Regions from separate parts of the Rattus norvegicus genome. Here region 1 is linked to region 2. Evidence: chromatin contacts called from public Hi-C data. All regions are on one chromosome and are shown on one strand. The core of a region is the stretch at or near the end of the contact, and the rest is flanking DNA. Distances in the headings are between cores, read along the strand shown.

Region 1 (6,285 bases), core at 3,720-6,219, 38 kb after region 2:
ACAGCTGGCCACTCTTCCTAAGCTATCTAGGGCTGCTGGCATTCGTATAAAAATGGGCGTTTCATTAAAAACCTGCAGTTGTAGGTGAGACTGTCTGCGTGAGGCCTGGTGTCCTGCCAGGTACGCACTTGCTCATGTGACATGGAGTTAGTTACACTTGGTGCCAGTCTCGAAGATGCCTTTGTTCCCGTGACCCTGTGCTGTCCTCTGTCCCAGAACGGCAGCAGGCTCACTCTCCTTGGGAATGTGGCTGCTTCTACTTGGATTCTTCATTTTCAGAGGATTCCTGATCATGGGTTGTTTTTAACATGGTCGTGCACACTGCAGGCTGGTGGCTTTGGCAGGACTCACTTGCCTGCCAGTGCCTGGCAGCAGTTGGGGTTGTTGGGCTGAGCATGGGGCAAGAGGGGACACCCACAGCGTCACACTTGTTCACGTGTTTTTCAGGATGGCACTGGATCTTTAAAGCGCAGTGGCTCCTTTAGCAAACTCCGGGCTTCCATTAGACGCAGCAGTGAGAAGCTGGTTAGGAAGCTGAAGGGAGGAAGCTCCCGGGACAGTGAGCCGAGGAACCCTGGGTAACTATCTCCGGAGCGCGCCCTCTTCCCGCCAGCGTCGGTACTGAGCTGCAGCCTCAGTCAGAGTCACCTTCCTGGAACTCAGAGTTGGTCCCAGGAGGGTTCAGGTACTCTGCCTGCTGCTGTTCAGGGCAGGGTGATTAGTAGCTGGGAAGCTGGCCGGCAGTGGCTCAAAGGGAACGGTGGAGCGCCTTGATTCTGTTCAGAGAAAGCCTTCTTGATGACAAGTGGGAATTTAGTCTTACGACCCCGAGGCAGGAGGTGGTTCATACCTGTAATCTCAGTGTCTGAGAGGCCAGCATAGGATACAGTGAGACTGTCCCATATAGGGGCCCAGGAAATGAATTAGACCTTCCAGAACAAAAGCTATGATCACACTGACTTAGCCATGGATGATGGGGAAAGGTGGTTTTTAATGAGGTTTGAGTTTCGTGACTTGGTTATAAGGCATGCCCGCAGACTTTCAAAGCTCTGGGCTTTAAGGAAAGGCGTGAAAGTCGTGTGGTTTTGAGTGGAGGTATCCATGGTGTCAAAGTGATTCCTACAGGCAGTCACGGGGAAGGAAGACTGACTCTCAGACTTCTGCTGCTCTATAACCAGCTGCCATGCCTCTCCCCCCCTTTGTGCTGGCAGCCGCCCTCTGGGAACATTCTCTGGAGGCTCCCTAGTCACTTGTGTCCTAGACCTCCTGGGTAGAGCCTGCTCAGTAGATGTGCACAGGGATGCTGCTCAGGACGTTCCCAGGCGCCCGGCGTGAGTTTGCAGCATTTGAGGCACGTGCTGGAAATGCAAGTGTTTTCTGGGCTGTTCTGCTGACTCGTGCCTTCTGAAAGTGTCCACTTCCATCCTCAGGGGCCGTCAGCTGGGCCTGGAGCTACCATGACCCCAGCCTGCCTTGTGCATGTGTCACATTCTTGGCTGTGTCCCTCCAGGAATCTCTTTGGGGTCACAGTAGATCTGGGTGACAGGCTGGCCTGAGGCAGAAGGTGCCCCGTGGTTTTTATTAGTAGTTGTGTAGAGGGTCTGAGGCGTTCACAGTATCCACGAACACGAAGCTCTGTTGTCCGAACACTGCCTGGAAGTCTGTGGGGGCAGAATGGCTCCTGCAGGCCTCTGCCTGTGATGAGAGCCAGACCAGCACCTCTGGGACGATGATTAAACCCAGCTTTAGATATTGATAGAGTCAGAAAGGCAGCAACTGTCGTGGGACCCTTGAGGGAGTAAAGTCTTCCTTTATTCCAGCCCTGAGGGGCGTGGAGGTGGCTTCTCTCAGGCATGCGGGGCAGACGCTCCACTGTTGGGCTTGTGTGAGAGTGGGTGCAGCTCAGGAACTGTTGTCCTGACGGCTCCTTTTAGGGAGGTTTTAGTGTGAGTGAGAGAGAGAATATGCAAAGGCATCTGGGAGAGTCAGAGAAAATAATGAGGAGAGGAGAGACTTGTGCAGATAGTAAGAGCGGGAGGTAGAGGGTTCCAGTGGTGGACAGATCGTAAGACTGTAGAGGACCAGGAGACGCTGCCTTTGCCATGTGTAATCAGTACCTGTGATACTGAGGGAGCTTTTGGGGCTGGAACTCCTCCTAGAAAGCGTCTGTCCAGCCTGAGCTCCTCTCCAGTCAGATGGACACTGAGGCCTAGTAGAGCTGAGCCAGCCTTCTACTTTTATTTTTTGAGGCAGGGACTTACTTTGTAGCCCAGGCAACCCTTGAACTTGTGATCCTAGCCTCAGCCACACAAGTAGTTGGGATTGCGGGTCTGTGTCACCATGCCTGGCACGGGCTCTCTCCCTCTGGGAAGCTGAAATGCTCACCAGTGTGCAGAGTCAGTTCTGGAAGCACCTGCCCCGGCAGAGAGCTTGGACGTCCCTCTTCTCCCTCTCTTCCCTACGGCTTCTGTGCTAACAGCAGCAGCGCGTGGACACTGCTGATGCTGGAGCGGGGGTGGTGTCCCTTTGGTAGCCAGCCATGATGTGAAGTAGACATCACGTCGAGTGCAGCTGTTTCTCAGTGACTTGGGTCGAGTGCCGTCCAGTGTGTAAAGCTGAGGCATCTTCCTGACGCTATCCAGCTGACTCTCCATGTGTTTGCGCTGTCAGTGTCTAGAAGGATCCTAGGATTTGTCTTTCTCGGGTGTGCCCTGGAGGAGCCAGGCCTTCTGGCTCCTGTGAAAATAGCTACCCTGGTGGACAGGTCGAGGCTGATGCTTGGCTGAACACTTTGACCCTCGTAGTTTCCGATGACAAGGACCAAAGACAGTGCCACATAGGCCACTTTGCTGCTGTCATTTATGAGAAGAAAGGAGGCTAAGAGTCTAGTTTGTAGTTTTCCTCAGAGAGCTCAGTTGCTTCAATGGGTATGGTGTGAATCCAGGGCTTGGGAGGCAGAGGCAGGCAGAGCTCTGAGTTCAAGGCCAGCCTGCTCCACATAGTGAGACCGTGCCCAAAAACAAACCACCTGGGTGAGTGGAATCATAATTTACATGTGATTTCTTTTAGTAGTTTGCTGTAGAGAAAACCCTGTTCAGTCCTCCAACAGCGCGTGGCTAGGCTATGGTAAAGGTAGATTCAAGGCAGAGCTGGCCGTTTGCTGGAGTTTGTGTGTCTAGCATCTGCGACCTGTAGGCTGCATCCTGGCCTTTAGCCTGTCTCTGGCTTCTATGGCTGCCGGAGGTGTGCGCAGGTCACATTCAGAAGCACAGATGCTGCTTGGAAGACCCATCATGTGGGCTTCCGCCTGGAGCTGTAGGTGTGCACACCATCCTGGCTTTTGAAAGGAACAAGGGGAGGGGTTCGCTCTTTGCTTTGCTTTGTTTTTCTGAGGCAGGGTCTCACTGTGTGGCCCTGACCAGGCTGGTCTCCAACCTCATAGCTACCTCTGCCTCTGAGTCACTCCACACACCTGGCCCCAGTGTGACTTTCTAAGTAGAGGAATCGAAACTTCAGTCTGTCTTGCTAATAGTCAAATTGTTTCTCTTCTTATTAATTTACCATAAACTGTAAAACATACTTTAGTGAACCTGGAGTGTCTCCCTTGGGTGTAGGAAGCCCTTTGAGAGGTCAGACTCGCCTGACAGGCAGCAGGGTGCCCGGCCCTGGCTGAGCAGTCTCGGAAGGTAGCAGGACTGGCTGCATTAAGGACGGCTGCTGTAAACTGTGCTGAGATGGGGCGGGGGCCCCAGGCACTGAATCCAGGTAAAAAACAGGTGAGAAGGACCCACACCCCCAGCTGCATGGTCACTGACATTGCAGGAGCAGAGGTCACCTTAGCATGTTTCCTGTTTTGGTTGACAGTGTGCTGATGGGTTTGTCTCTGCGTGTTCATGACCCGTTGCAGTATGAAGTGCGTCAGTTCTCTGGGTGTTAATGCAGGTGGCATGGCCACAGAAGATGGCTTCCACATTAGGAGCCTGCCCTGCTTGTGTCCTAGCCTCCTGGGCCTGAGCACGCCCCACTGGATGGGCCTATATGTGGTATCTGCACACTGTGGGATCAGCGGCAGGTGGTGAGGTTGCAGTGTCACCACTGTCCTCACCGGAGCAGTGTCACAGCAGTGTCACTCTCTTCGTATGATTAAGATGTCTGTAACTGCTGCTCTTGGATACTTAGGCCATAGCCTCGTTTCCCTGTGCAGCCTGGCAGAGTGGGTTTTCTACTTTTCCTTCCTGTTAGATGTCTGGATTGGCACTGGGTGTGGCCATCAGCTCGATCCTAGAACCTGCCTGGTTGCTTGGCTGGAGGAGCACTGTGACTTACCGAGAAGGACGCTTCTCTGCCGGGACATAGAGCTCAGTCTGAGTGACGGACTCCCTGCTGGTCACACCCAATGAGGGCACAACTCCTTCAGTGGCCGATTCAACTAATAAAGTGTCAGCTGTCACCCTAGCCCCAGCAGAGGACATTTTAAGACAGCAGGTGTGTGCTGCAGGCACCTGGCACAGGAGTTGGTCTGTGGTGCTGGTGCACCGAGGCCTTTGCTCATTAAGTGCACACCCATGCACTGTGCTCTAGCACTGAGCTGGACTCTGAATCCCAATGTTTAGTATTTATATGTGCATATTTGGTGTCAGAGGCCACAGTGTTTGATGGTGATCTCCATATTGATTATAATATTTCCATTTGCTTTTTCACACAGGAACTTTGGTTCCTGGTCTGGCAGACTCAGAACTGAGGGCGGGGACTGAGCTGGATAGGATCCCGAGCACAGAACACTGGCAGTTCCTCAGCCTGCCCAGGAGGGAGCTTGTCCTCTCGGCTGGAGTGGGCTTTCTTTCCAGCATCTGAGAGGGCCTGGCAGCCGTAACCCAGGTTACCGCCGCTTGTCTATACCTGTGGCTGGGGGCTGCTTATGGCCAGAGCCGCAGCACTGTGGCCAGGGAGGCAGCCATGCTGCAGCTGGTGGCCTAGGCACGTGTGCATCAGCTGCTGCATGTGACTTCTGCCAGCCACGCTGTTATGACACCTAGATCTATTTAAAATTTAATGCTGTGAAAAAGCTATGAAGTAAGAATCAGAAGCTTAAAAATACTTCCTTCAGGGGAAGAGTTGACAGTGGCCTGTGTCTGTTGAGCCTCAAGTGTAGAGGGAAGAGATGGGGGAGCAGCACACAGGGGAGCTGCTGCTACTGTTAGTTTGTGTTGGTGGTGGGCACTGCAGTGCCTAGGGTCCCACTCTTCTGGTGTATGCTGACATACAGGAGCTTTTTCACGGTGTGTGTTGACAGTGTTTGGATCTATGTGGGGCGAGAACACGGGCTGGAAGCAGTGGACTTACAGGGCAGCAGGATGTGGCCTTTGGGTTGCAGGGACTGTCTCGGCCTAGCATCAGTCTCAGAAACTGCATGGTTCTCATAAAACACCAGGGCTTGGGCCGGTGTCTAAAATTAACTGATTGATCACAACCAGTTACAGATTTTCTTGGCATAACTTTAATCCCAGCACTCAGGAGGCAGAGGACGGTGGAATTCCAGGCCAGCCTGGGCTACAGAGCGAGTTCCAGGCCAGCCAGGGCTGCCAGAGAAAGCCTGTCTTAAGGTAGAGCACACGGTTCCGGCTGGGGAGATGGATGAACAGACAAAGCTCCTGTACCAGTGTGAGTTCCTCAGAACCCATGTGGGGCCTCCGGTGATCCAGGCCTGCCGGGCAGAGGCAGAATCCTGGAGCAAGTTGGCTGGCCTCACTAGCGGACACTGCTTCACAGGAGCAGCCTGGGGACTTGTATGTAGTCGGCACCGAGCAAGGTTCTGTTACACTTCATGTTCTCAGGAGGAAAGCGGGGCCTGGCTTTCACCATGGCCTTCGTGGTGAGGGACTCTCAGGAGTGAGATGTCGCCAACCTGCTGTGGTTACTGCTGGGAGGCTCTCGGGTGGTGGGCAATGGTGTTGGAAGAGTTCAGATAGGAATTTTCTGGAAAGCTTCTGGAGCTGTCACGTAGAAAGCCTTGTGTGCAATCATGGCTCCATGTGTGGATCAGGAGACCTCTGCATTCATTCTGTTCTCCTTTCCTCACGGTTCCAGAGAGTGAGCCCAGATTGCCACTGTGCTGCAAGTTCCTCTCCTCTCTGTTGTCTTGCTAGCACGAGAAAGTCAGTGTTCACAGGCTTATGTACTGAGTAGCTGCTACGTGTGTGCTTACGGCTCGTGTGGCTCATGGCTGTGAGCCTGGTCTCTGCCCTGTATCCGTCTGCACTTGGTCTGGAGCTGACTATACCTGAG
Region 2 (6,245 bases), core at 3,725-6,224:
GCCGAGAATCTACATGGGAGCTCACACGATTAGTCATTCTAGGCCCAAGGGGATCCAACACCTCTCTTCCTTCTTTTTATTTGTTTTTTTTTTTTTTTTCTTTTTCTTTTTTACAGAGCTGGGGACCGAACCCAGGGCCTTGCGCTTGCTAGGCAAGCGCTCTACCACTGAGCTAAATCCCCAACCCCTCTTCCTTCTTTTTAAAGACCGGAATCTCTCTGTGGAGCCCTGGCTGTCCCGGAACTCACTCTGTAGACCAGGCTGGCCTTGAACTCAGCGCTCTGCCTGCCTCTGTCTCCCGAGTGCTGGGACTAAGGGCGTGCGCTCCCTCAGCTTACTTCACTGCTCTCCAATGCCAGCTTCATCTCAGCACCTGTTACAGGCTGTCTCTGACCCTGCAATTCCAATGAGACAGTCCCCAGATCAAACAACCTAGGATTTTAGTTATTATTATTATTATTATTATTATTATTATTATTATTATTATTATTATTGGTTTATGTCAATTATCCCAGCATTTAGGAGGCAGAGTCAGGAGAACAGAAATTCAAGGTCTTCCTGACTACATACTGAGTTCAAGGCCAGCCTGGGCTACATGGGACCTTGTTTCAAAAACAAACAGAAGGACAATGTTTTGACTAATTTTGTCAACTTGACACAACTGTAGTCTTCAGGAAGGAGCGAGCCTTTGCTGAGAAATGCCTCCAAGGGATTGGGCTGTGGGCAAGCCTGTAGTGATTGATGAAGAAGAACCCCGCCCACCATGCATGGGTCCACCCCTGGGCTGGTGGTCCTGGATTCTATAAGGAAGCAGATTGAGGGAGTTGGGGATTTAGCTCAGCGGTAGAGTGCTTGCCTAGCAAGTGCAAGGCCCTGGGTTCGGTCCTCAGCTCCGAAAAAAGAAAAGTGAAAAAAGAAAAAAGAAAAAAAAAAGCAGACTGAGCAAACCATGAGGAGCAAGGGAGTAAGCAGTACCCCTCAATGGCCTCTGCATCAGCTCCTGCCTCCAGGTTCCTGTCCTGCTTGAGATCCTGTCCTGACTTCCTCCAGTGATGAACAGTGATCTGGAAGTGTGAGCCAAATAAACCCTTTCCTCCCCAGGTTGCTTTTGGGTGTTTTATAGCAATAGGAACCCTAACTAGGGCAGAGATCAAACCTGCACACTGAGCCCCAGCCTTGGTTCACATTTCTAGGCAGCTTTACTGATCTGTCCAGGTTTGGGCGCAGGACAGAAGAGCCAGAGGCTGAAGGAGAAGGAAATAATGAGGCCAGAGGCCACAGGTTTCCACTGGGGAAGGGAAACGGGTAGAGAAGCAGACAGGCAGTGCCACCATGCTAGCCGCACTCACTGGATAGAACAGGACCAGCACTCAGGCTTACTGGGCTAGCCTGCTGCATCTGGAGCCACCCTAGTCCCAATATGTGGACCCAGGGTCTCTTGATGCCCCATGTTGGCACAATCCCCCCAACCTTTCAGGTGGTCCCACGGATACTCAGAGGCCACAAGGATCTCTGAGAACAGGTGTGAAGGCTTTACCCTGGTACCCCCCATGTTTGTTCCCAGGGTCCTGTTCCTCTAGGCTCACTGAGATGGGCAGATAATATGCTTGCTCACCCAATGCACCCTGCTGAGTAAAACCTTCCCACTGTGAAGGGAGACTCACCTGGGACGTGACTCCTGGCTCCGCCAGTCTCCAAGTCAGAGGCACTGATTCTGTTGTGATCCCTCAAACTGATAGACACAATGTCTCTCTGAGAAATAATAGGCAACCCCCAAAGCCTACAGAGGCTGGGCTACATATCTGTAAGATGGGGGGCAATAGTGCTCTCTTCAGTGGCTGTGAGGGTCAAACAATCATCAGAGACAATATAGGGCGGGAGATGTAGTCCCTCATTTTGTAGCGTGCTTGCCTAGTATGCACAAAACATAAACCCAGCTCAGAATAAACTGGGTATGGTGGAGCCCCACCATTTGGGAGGTAGAAGAAGACGTTCATAAATTGAAGGTCATTTTATATATATATATATATATATATATATATATATATATACACATACACACACATATATGCATATATATACAAATATATATGCATATATATACAAATATATGCATATATATGACATCTATCTATATGTGACATTTACTTATCTATCTATCTCTCTCTATATGACATATATATGACAAGTGAGGATGTCTTCGTCTGCGATGTACTCAGCAAGGGAGGGTGCTGGTCTCAGAGACAGGTGAGGCTGACTGTAGATCCTCCTCCGCTTCACTCAGCCACCAGGCAGCTGTCCCGACAAATATGTGAGCAGCGGAACACAGTCTCCTTGCCTTTTGCCTTGGTCAGCCCCTCCCCTGTGGGGAGCAGCCTCAGCCATTAATGGCTCTAAGAACTGGCAGGAATCCTGAGAGTTATGACAGAAGTCAAGGACTCAAAGGGCTGAGTGTGCATTCTCTTCTTCCAGAAGATGTGAGGCAAAGAAAGAGAAGGGTCAGCTCGAGTCTCCTCCCTTACACTGGCCTCAGTGGCATACCCTGGTGCCCCGTGGCAGGTGCTAGGCCTGGCTGTGAGGACCGAGGATATGGAACAGCCCTGCTCGAGTGCCATCAGGTCAGGGGATAAGTGGTTGTGTACACTGACCACATGCACATTAGAGAAGGGACAGGCAGAAGCCTGGAGGAGGCCTTGGCCAGGCTGGCATGGCCATGGAAGGCTTGCTTTGAAGGAATGGCTCTACCTGAGTCTTGAAGTACCTGGGGACAAAGAACACTTGTTGTGGTGTAACCGCTTCCTGTGGGGAAAACATGGCTCTGTCTATGGTGGAGCGGAGATGACTATGGGTCATACAGAAGTCCTTGGCCCTGTGGGGCTGATGAAGGAAAAAGCAAGATGTTGCAGTGTTGGCTACATTCATGGGAAGGAGCTGTTAAACCACAGGAGTCCACTAATGGCTCCTTCCTGCCTTCCAGCTGTCCATGGTCCTGAGAGGTGCGGGAGGTTGGTTGACTGAGGGTGGGATTCCAGCAATGCCACTTTGATGAGCTGTCACCCGTGCTGGGTGGCCTTTGGGTGTATGCCATGCTTGTATGCCCATCCTTGTTTCTGTAAATAACCCTAATCTCATTGGCTCATCAAACTGGACTAGGGTGGAATTCTTTGCTCTGTTGATGTCCTATCTGGGGATGAACAGCTATTTATAAATCTTTCAAAGACTCACACTCATTTACGCACCTATGTGTGAGTGTGCCCATGTATGCAGGTGTCACAGAGGCCAGGTACACTGGAGCTGGAGTTACAGGCTATTGTGAGCAATCACCCGATGTGGCTGCTGTCCCCCGAAAGTTCAGCAAGCATTCTTACCTGTTAGCCATCTCTCCAGTCCCTGAAAAGATAGATGTCGCTTTATGTCTCCATAGGAAGTCACTAAGCATTCGAGGCAGGTGGACGTTGAATTGAGTGTGGCGGAGCAAACTGAAGGACAAGTGAGGGCAGCTAGGGACAGGACAAGGTGAAGTTAACACAACCAGGTCCTGTGGGCCTTTGTAGGTAGACGAAGCTAAGGAGGTTTACGCTCTGCTGAGAGTGATACATGGTTGCGGCAGGGGTTGATTAGCTTGGTCTTTTCTTCTCCCCCACACAAGAGGGATGCTCAGGGTTTTACTGGAGTGTTCTACGCTGACTCCATGGCCCTGTTTTCTCCTATAGTTTGGGTGTCTGCACACTTTTCTGACCTTGGAGTTTGGGTCGTGCATCCCCCCCTCCCCCCACTGCCTGTTTTGCTGTTTCAACAAGTCAGATTGTCTGAGTTTGTTTTTCCTGCTGGAATGGGAGCTGGCCAGTAGACATCATCTGCCACTTTATGCACCTGGGTCTTCCCGTGAGGACGTTGGGAACTTAATGGCTATCGTTGAAGGGGCAAAAGAACGAGATGATAAAGCTTGAACAAGCAGCGGCAGGGACAGACGAAACAAAAAAAGCCCTTCGCTGAAGAAATGTGCACCTACACAAGGCTCTGAGGGGCAGTGACTGACATGGGAAGGAAATGGGCTCCCGCTAAGCCTACTCTTTTCTTTCCAACAGCACCTGGGCGGGAGCTGTCACAAGCCTTGCTCAGATGTATGGCAGTGGCTGAAGAGCTGGTGCTACCCGACATCCAAGCAGCAGTGTGTGCTGGGGCAAATGAAGCCTGTAAAGACTGTTCAAAACAGTACAGACTGAACCCACAGCCTCTTCTTAGGCCAACTTGAGCTGCTACGCTGTCCACGGGAGTTGCCCCTTCATTAGCCAGCCTTGGTTTTTCTCTAGGAGGCCAAAGTAACTGCATCTGCTTGCTAAGACCAAAAGCACCTGCCTCCCTGATGTTGGTAGGTGTGACTGCCGGGTGGAGGACGGCAGCAGGTGCTGGGCAATACCATCAGAAGCGGGCAACGGTTCCCAAGGTGGGGAGGCTGTGGGCACTCGTAATCCCTACCCCTTAGCAATCCGACCGGGCCATTCTGGGAAAGGCACCTGGAAGGTTCCCAAGCCGGTGGCAGGCAAGCTCGGCCTTGCCACTGAGTCAGCGTACCCTCCGGCCCGCTGCTGAGTCAGGCCTGCAGCTGGGGTGCCAGGCGGCTATACGAGGCCCAGGAGCAACCTGAGCTGGCAAGCCTGCCCTTTGGGCCAGGCTGGAGGTCGAGAGCTGCGGTCAGGAGCGAGTCGCAGAGGGTGGGCCCTGGCCGCCTGGCATTTTTCCTCTCCTCCACGGGTGGAGGCGCGACCAGTAAGGCCTCCGGGTCTGAGGGGACCACACCCGGATCAGAGGCTGGTGAAGAACTCCGGACTGCGGACCCCAGCCTCAGTTTCCCCTGAGCCCCGCCCGGCGGCACGAGGGCGGGTGACGTCACGGCGCACAGCATTGTGGGGCGGGCGCGGCGCCGGCGACGCCATTTTCGGCGGCGGAGGGTGGCGCGAGGCTGCGGAGCGCGGGTCGGGGTGAGGATGCTGCGGGGCGGCTGCGGAGGCGTCGCTTGCTGCTGAGGCGGCTGGGCTCTGCGCGGCCTCGGCCCGTGACAGCGCGACGAGCGCGGCGCTTCCGATCGGACGGTGAGTGCACGGCCGGGTCCCCGCCCCGCCCCGGGCTCCGCGCGGCTTGTGCGCAATGCTCCAGCCGCGGCCGCGACCCTTTCCCGCCTGCATCCTCCAGGCTGAGGCTTCTGGACCTTTCCGTCCATCGCCGCATCTGCACCCGGTCCAGGCTGCGATTTTTGCTCCTCCACCCGGACCCAGACCCTTCCCCGACCTTCCTATCCCTGTCTGCACCCTGGGGTCCCCGCTCCGCCCGCGTTCCTCCATGCTCCGGTTTCTTGTCACCTCTGCCTGCGCGCCAGCGGTCTGCGGTCCTTGTCCTTTCTCAGCCTGTGCACATCCAGGCTGGGGCTTCTGTCCTTTCTCCGCCTGCGCCTTTCTAGGCTCCGGTCTCTTGTCACCTCTCTGCGCTCCTTCAGTCTGCGGTCCTTGTCCCTGTCTACCTGCGCTCCTGCTTTGGGTCCCTTCCCTGTCACGGCCTGCGCCCCTCCTGTCTGGGGTCTTTGTCGTCATCTCTCTGCCTGCAAATCCAGGCTGAAGCTCTTGTCCCTTCCCATCCAGTTCTGGGTCGGGTCCTGTCCCATCTCTGCCTGTGCCTCTCCGAGTTGAGGTCCTTGTCCCTTCTCTGTCCGTGACCGTATAGGTTCGGGGCTTAGTCCTCTCTGCCTGCACTCCAGGCCTCAGTCCCTGCCCCTTCCCTTCTCTTTCACTCCTCTCCCTTGTCCCTCAGGCTTCTGTCCCATCTGCGTTCAGGGCCCCGCCCTGACTCAGGCCTCTGGGCGGGGGGTTGGGGGGGCGGCCTTCCAGTGGCAGCTGTGGATTTAGGGACCCAAAGCCTCTCTGCTGAGTTTCCGAAGAGATAGTGGTGGTGGTAGTGTGTGTGTGTGTGTGTGTGTGTGTGTGTGTGTGTGTGTGTGTTGGGGTTCAGCCGACTGGCTTTGTCTCAGGCCTCTCCGCCCTTCTAGCCCCCACCTCTCCCCGGCACCGCCCTGGGTGGCGTGCTGTCATGCTGTGGTCGGTGGCCCGTGGCCAGCCAGTCTCTTTCTTTCAGTGACCGGGTGTGGAATCTCCTTGGTGACCTGAACGTGTCCAGCCTGGAGTGCTTTTCCTTGTTACATGTGGAGCCCCCTTCCTGTAAAAAAAAAAAAAAATTAAGGCGTTAATAAAGTA

Evidence for each region. A called contact is a pair of places that touch in the nucleus more often than the background predicts.
Region 1: a Hi-C map of frontal cortex shows a contact between it and region 2, with 1.8 times the contacts expected there. The contact joins the enhancer-like site here to the promoter of Klc1 in region 2. A contact is called at or near these places in 2 of 12 Hi-C or Micro-C datasets (frontal cortex and mammary epithelial cells).

What each region holds. Positions count from the first base shown.
Region 1 is chr6:136,678,027-136,684,311 of GRCr8, forward strand. It overlaps a transcript of Klc1 not described here. Among named protein-coding and RNA genes, the nearest start is that of Xrcc3, 14 kb to the right of the region's middle. Within about 2 kb of position 4,970, at least 9 of the 93 cell types and tissues checked have an H3K27ac peak or open chromatin away from gene starts, as enhancers often do.
Region 2 is chr6:136,639,640-136,645,884 of GRCr8, forward strand. It overlaps Klc1 (kinesin light chain 1), which reads left to right and starts at 4,975. Exons shown (of 15, transcript NM_001081974.1): 1 at 4,975-5,093.